Linked DNA regions of Danio rerio: region 1 is linked to region 2. The links are chromatin contacts, called in public HiChIP or PLAC-seq maps. All regions are on one chromosome and are shown on one strand. Each heading gives the region's core, a stretch centred on a gene start, on an enhancer-like site or on the middle of the called end of the contact. The rest is flanking DNA. Distances are from core to core; before and after follow the strand shown. Region 1 holds the start of rapgefl1 (Rap guanine nucleotide exchange factor (GEF)-like 1). Region 2 holds the start of ppp1r9ba (protein phosphatase 1, regulatory subunit 9Ba).

Region 1 (3,319 bases), core at 689-3,188, 170 kb before region 2:
TAACTCAATTAGAGTAGAAATAGAAGTTGTAGTTCTAAGGAAAAGCAAAACTGACTCTACTTGTTGTAATGTTTTTTACTGCAAAGCTATGCAAATATCTGCATGGTCATCCACATGCCATTTTTATTCATAATTTTTTTAATTATTTCTACCATTTTATTTAATCACCATTTGTCTTTTAAGGAGATTAACAGCCTAAGTATCTATTCCCAAGTGATAAATTATTCTGTTTCTCAATTAAGTGCTCAGCATAATGCGGTCAGCGATGGTCACCCGATCCCATATTTACCCCTCATAGGTGTCTTGGGATACTGTTTCCTGACAGACGTTTGAACAAGACACCATGTATGGCTGGCCAAATGTAACTTGATACTGATAATGAAGTTGCATACTCTTTTGGCTGGCAGTTATAAGACACTCGTACCTTGACCAGGCCTGAGGGCTGATGGTGTTGGCGTATGTCTCCTTAAAAAAAAGCCTTTGATTACACACACCTAAATGCAGTCTGTGTGTGTTTTCATAAAGTGACTGTGGAGGAAATAACTCTTCTTTGTGCTTTCCAGCTGGGCAATTTGAAACCATACAGCTGGTCAATTGCACAGCCTATGGAGAACACCACACGGGCCAAGTGTAACTGATATAGCACAGATCCTTAGTCTCAGGTTCTTCCTTAATGAATTTTGCTAGGCTGTTATCATTGTTTTAAATACAGCTATTATTGCTTTTATTTTTATTTACCTGTTTATTTTAATTGTGGTCTACTCATAATTAATGTTTTACAGATTAATTCCACTATTTCTAATGCAATTGCATCATACATTGACATATTTTACAGTTATGTACCATGCACTCTTAAAAATAATTTACATTTTAAGTAAGTTTTCATATATTTTTTCTTTATTTTTTATTATTATTTCGTTAATTATTGTTATTATTAATTTTATTATTTACATTTTTTATACACATTAGGAAATAATAATCACCATTAATCAATTTTAATCAAATACACTTTTATCTATGCTAATATATAATTTATACAGATTTTTTTCTGTTTGCAATATTTTTTTTAACAATTTGTAAATATTTGTTAATTTACTCATTCAAATTGTACGTAATCTTTTTTGTGAATTAAAAATAAAACTACAAACAATGCAATTCAAGTAGATATTAAAATGAGATTATTTAACTTAATGAATTGTACATTTAAATCTAATTTCTTAGCTAAATTATTTATTAATTCAAATTGCATTTTGAGTTTTCTCTGAACATTTTCATTGTCCCTTCAGCACTAAACTCTGGTCCTGACCCCAAATTAAAAACTGGTAGCTGGTACAAAATATTTTCCGTATTTTGTTATTCATGTTTTTTTTTTCTTTGTTTAATAATATAAAATTTAGCTTTTCTTTTAAATTGCATTATAGGATCTTGATCTATCCTCCAAAAGCTTTTTATCGACATTTTAAATAGTTTTAAGTGATATATTGTGAGGGTTTGTGATGTAAATTACAGTACAAAAACCTTGTAATTACCAGTATACATTCTGTTATTTTACAGACTTAGTTCTCTATATATTATATAAATCGTAAACACAAACAAATCTCTCCAACATGTCAATAAAAGTCATTTTTTAAAACTAGATTGTTGTAGAGTGTTAATTAACAGATATTTTTTACAGTGTATGTTTGCAATAGCTTTATCAGAATTAAAGTACGTGTCACATACTGACGTCGATCTATAGAAAATGCATATCCAAATGGCCAGTCCTAGGCGCACATGTTTATGTGAGCTTGTGACTGCAATTGCTGCGATTCAAAGCAATTGAGCAATATCTCTTGACACCACCAATAACACACGCACTCAGCTGCAGAGGAGGCGGGTGGAGAGAGAGAGAAAGAGAGGGAGAGAGAGGGTGTGTGTGTGTAGCCTGTACTGTATGCGAGAACGACTGAGTGCAGTGTTTGTGCGGACTCGAGGCGCAGAAAGAGAGAGAGAGACACTTGGAACCGTGACAGAAAAATAAACGGGGATCCAACAGATCTGAAGACACGGAGTCCTCATCTCATCATCACCGTCCATCCAGCCGCGCGTCTCTGCGACAGAAGCCCGCGTCTCCTTCAGACCTGCTGCGGTGGACCCACGATTCATTTATACGCTCCAGCATCTTGACAGAGACTGATCTTACATGTACATATTCATTATTAAGACATACCTGCTGCTATTTTCATCTTTATTCTGATTGTTCGTCTGATTGATTCATCGATCTCGGCTTTATTTGACAGTGGCGATGATCGTCCACACATAGGCTGCTGCTCCTCGAGCTGAAGGACTGCAGTGGAGGACGGGTTTCCCAGGGATACGTTTGGATTTTTTTTCTTAGCGTAGTAAGGACTCCATCAGCATCACTTGTGTACGAGGACCGTTGAAAATGGCCGTGTTTTATTCTTGACACCTCAACACGGCGGAGAACAGAGTCTCTTCAGGTATTTTCTCGATCCGAGTTTCAGCATTATCCGGCTATGATGTAGACGCTCACGGCAATACGCTCATCATCAGTGTTCCTTATTGAGTATTAATTAGGATCAACCCAGGGCCTTCTTCTGATTTCTGTCATCAAAATGCCGGCTGGAATGAAGCCTCTTGAAAAATTCTTGAAGAAGCAGACCAATGCACTCACTCGGGCGGGTGGTTTTGGGGAGAAGGCTACCGGCACCGGGGCATCCAGACGGCGGGCCAGCCTGTCCCGTGTGGTGCCATTCTTCAGGGAGACGTCTCCCGAGAGCGGCCCGGCGAGGGAGGTGTTCAGTCCGGAGACCGAAGAAGCGCCGTGCTGGCCCTCCGCAACTGCGGACATCAGGAGCCCGTCGCTGTCCAGCGATGAGCAGAGCTCGGAGGCGAGTCTGGACACGAACTGGACCCCTCTGCCCGCGGACACTCCAGAGAACCTAGCGCTGGCGCTGCTGGACAGCGTGGCGGGAAAGCGGTACGCCAACTGCACAGGTGAGACGAGTCCCTCTTAGCTCTGTCCTGTCATAAATATTTTCAAAGCCCTCACGCTTGATTCAGGTTGTTACATTTGCTTCAGGTTGTTTACAGTATCGTAACATTATTTCTATGTGTTACTATGGTGACTGTATGGCGCATTGCTGTGTTGTATTGTGTGATGCTATCACATTTCCATACTAGGCTACTCTGTTATTTTGCACTTCAAATTCACTTTCACAAATATCGATATTCTCATGGTGATTTTTTTGCCATTACGGTTAACTAGGGAGAAGGAAAAGTTCTAGGGTCTCAGGAAAGTTTATAATTTAGCTTATAA
Region 2 (3,357 bases), core at 688-3,187:
CAAAAATCTGAGAACCAAATATTGTAAATGACATATTCCTTTACAGAACAACTCACAGAAATCAACCATTAGTCCATTGTAGACATTTTTGGGATGAAATGCTTTTATGTTTTTATTCCAGGGACAGAAAATGTACGTTTCTATGATCATCAAGGAGATTTTATCTTGGAAGGTTTGCTTTGATTAAAACAACGTCTGGTGCATCTGCTGTGTTTATAAGGTTCTTATGAATAAGTGTGAATGCTGCTATTAGGGCTGCACACTATATCGTTTCAGCATTGATATCGCAATGTGCGCATTAGCAATAGTTACATGATCGCAGGATATGCAATATTGAGTCTTAATCATAGTTGACTGAAGTTTAACCATAATAGATTGAGAATTTATCATTTGCACATGTTTTTAAGGCCTGTGACTGTGCATTTCAAGAGGGTTTAAAACATTTGGGCATTTTTTTGCGCTTTGCATAATTTTTTGTTCATAAATACTGTTAGACTCACTCAAAAAACATTAAATAGAGCTATTTAAACCACCATGTAAAACTGTATTCATATCGCAATATTATCGCAGAAAAATGTAATATCACAATTACATATTTTTCCAATATTGTGAGCCCTAGCTGCCATCATGTTAACTTTTATGTAATGCTCGGTTATCCATCATCTTCCTTAAGAATTCCGCCAGTAGTTTCCGAAAGCTTTGAAAATATAAAGCATTAAACATTACATAACTCAAACAAGTCTTCTATCATACGTATCTCCTTAAAATATAAAATTATTATTATGGCCAGCTGTATTTATCGATCAAAATAAACTTTCTAACAATTCAAGAAATGTAATAATATTCTCTTTATTCCAGACACTATGGTGCAATAGTAAAAAAAAAGACAGGCAAAACAATACAAACTACAAAAAAAAGACAGTTAGGCCAATATTTCATTAAAGGTGACTGATAACTAGGCCCACACGGAATCTGCACATGCAGAAATCTGAATGAATAAAATAGCCAAACACCAAAATACTGAATAATTGTTTTGGGCAGCTGTAATTGATACATTTTAAAGGGACTAACTTTTTTTATTTTTAGAAATCTAAACAATCTGATTAACTTTCAGTGTATCAATTCCATCTGAAACAAACAAACAAAAAAATACAACAGATGTTACTAGGAAAAAAAGCTAGACGTTTGTATCATATACCTCAAAGACCAATAAAGTATCTAAAATGTCAAGAGAAATACTTTTGTACATTTAGGGTATCATTTTTGTTCTTTTAGGTACAAATGTGTAATGCCCCAGTGACAGCTTTACCTTTGGTAACTCTTTATTTTGATGATCCACTGAGTATCAGTAAGTTAGACTGTCTGCTTAATATCTGTTGATACTGTACCTTCAAATGACATTTAACTGACTAATTGATTAAGGTGACATCTGATTAAGGTGTGACCTTACCTTTAGAGTAAATATTTGGTAGGACACCTAGTTGCCTCTCAGTATGTAGTGGTTTCTGGGTATTAAATAATAAACTTCTTCAGATTTACATCAAAATATGTCTGGTAATTCTCAACATTGTTAGTCTGGTCGCCAGATTTCCTTCAGTAGTATCTTGTTTTGTTTCTGTTTTCTCCCCATATTTTGCCCAGCACAAACATCCGAACGATTGTTTGCTGAGCTCCACCTTAAAACGGTAACGTTACCTCAGCCACTCCTCCCAGCCTTTGCATTCAAAGTTTTCATTCTAAACGCGGTTTATTGTCTCGTCCTAAAGAAGCCAATTCTCTATTTGATAAATAAAACAACAAACCCGGGTACCCAGACAGCAGGACGTAGTATTCAGTTTGAACTGAAGATGATTCAGTTTGATTCAGAAATGAACCAGATGTCACTAAAAGCTACAGGTATGCACACGGACTTTTAATTTCAGCCAGCCAGTCTCAGCGCTTCCGGTGAACAGTCTTTCCATTATGAAATTGACACGTTTAAGGTCTGATTTCTCCACTGCCTGATAGATATACTATAAAAAGTGGTTTTAGACCAGACAAGCATTGCATTCAATTCCATTCCGCCCTGCCATGTCTTTAAAACATGTTTATTTTACCCTAGTATTTTCAAAGGAGTTTCTGCTCTCGCCTGCTGATCCTGGCAGTGATAGCGGTCTTTTATCTAATTTTACACTGGAACTAAATTAATTCTTACGTCTATTAACTGGATGTATTGTAAGTACATTACAACATCAATGTTTTAAAAGGAACCTTATGGGTTTGAATATAGCTTACACCGAAAGATTATTATTGGTAAAAACACTAGCTGTGCATATACCCCATTAACCTGATGCCATTTTATGTGCTGATACGTGTAGTCTCAATATAGTTACCCATTAAAATTAGGAGTTTAAATATTTATACATACTTGATTAAATACGTACATATTCTAGTTTAATTTTTCAGTTAAGCACTTTAGTTGTAATTTTAAAATTGTAACTTGTATGAACCAGTAGAGGTCGTGAGGAGCCAGAGTTGTTAAGTGCACCCGTCCAGAACCTATCCTCAGTGGTAGCTTTTTAAAGCCCAAAAGCTGTCCAAAACCCGCCCAAATGCACAAAAAACGCCCAAAATATTAGATTAATATTTTATTTTAATTTATTTAAAATCAGAGTAGTTACTTTAACTGTTATAATTTGTTTAACCATACTGCAACCAACACCAGCAGTCACAAAACCACAACATAACAAGATCACATAGAAACACTGCCCCCTCTCACCCACACACTGGACTTTTTGTGTAGATTACACTACCTTATAGAGTATGTTTTACTTTCGAAATGTGGTATTAATCCATCCCATGGCGTTTTAAATTCCTTTTAACAAAATTAGGTGCTGCTTGTTAATCAGACAATACATCTATGTTTGTTCTAAACAAGCTTGCTGTCAATTACGAAAAAAAAGATCAATAAAAGTGTCATAAACTTGTGAGTTTAACTGCAGGCGCTGCGTGATGCACGTGTACACAAAAGGGAGTCAGATTTGTCGAGTCTGATTTTGATACAACTTTCCTTCACTTCCATTTGCGAATGGGCCAACGCGGTTTGTGCTATGCTCTAGTCACTACTAACTGAATGTAGTAGGAACGCATAAATATGTGTTGTTTAATAAGTTGCATACTGTATATACGTCAGCGACAGTGGTGTAGTGGTTAGTGCGTCGGCACTCCGGTGCTCACGGCGACCCGAGTTCGATTCAGCCTCGTGGTCCTATGCCGATCCTTCCCCTCTCTCTGCTCCCCATGCTTTCCTGTCAATTCTCTTTACTTTCCTATCCAATCAAGGGGAAAACCCAGAAAAAAAATAGTTATAAAAATAGT

What was found. HiChIP or PLAC-seq counts read pairs in DNA pulled down with a chosen protein or histone mark.
Region 1: a contact with region 2 is called in an H3K4me3 HiChIP or PLAC-seq map of gastrula embryo, with 2.5 times the contacts expected there. The contact joins the promoter of rapgefl1 here to the promoter of ppp1r9ba in region 2. A contact is called at or near these places in 1 of 18 Hi-C or Micro-C datasets (embryo) and 2 of 4 datasets of contacts at active chromatin or transcription factors (embryo and gastrula embryo).

The regions. Positions count from the first base shown.
Region 1 is chr3:22,153,834-22,157,152 of GRCz12tu, reverse strand. It overlaps rapgefl1 (Rap guanine nucleotide exchange factor (GEF)-like 1), which reads left to right and starts at 1,938. Exons shown (of 17, transcript XR_012400951.1): 1 at 1,938-2,184; 2 at 2,280-2,997. LOC141381189 (a long non-coding RNA gene) reads right to left here and starts at 2,910. Exons shown (of 3, transcript XR_012400955.1): 1 at 2,210-2,910.
Region 2 is chr3:21,986,415-21,989,771 of GRCz12tu, reverse strand. ppp1r9ba (protein phosphatase 1, regulatory subunit 9Ba) reads right to left here and starts at 1,937. Exons shown (of 12, transcript XR_012400947.1): 1 at 1,811-1,937.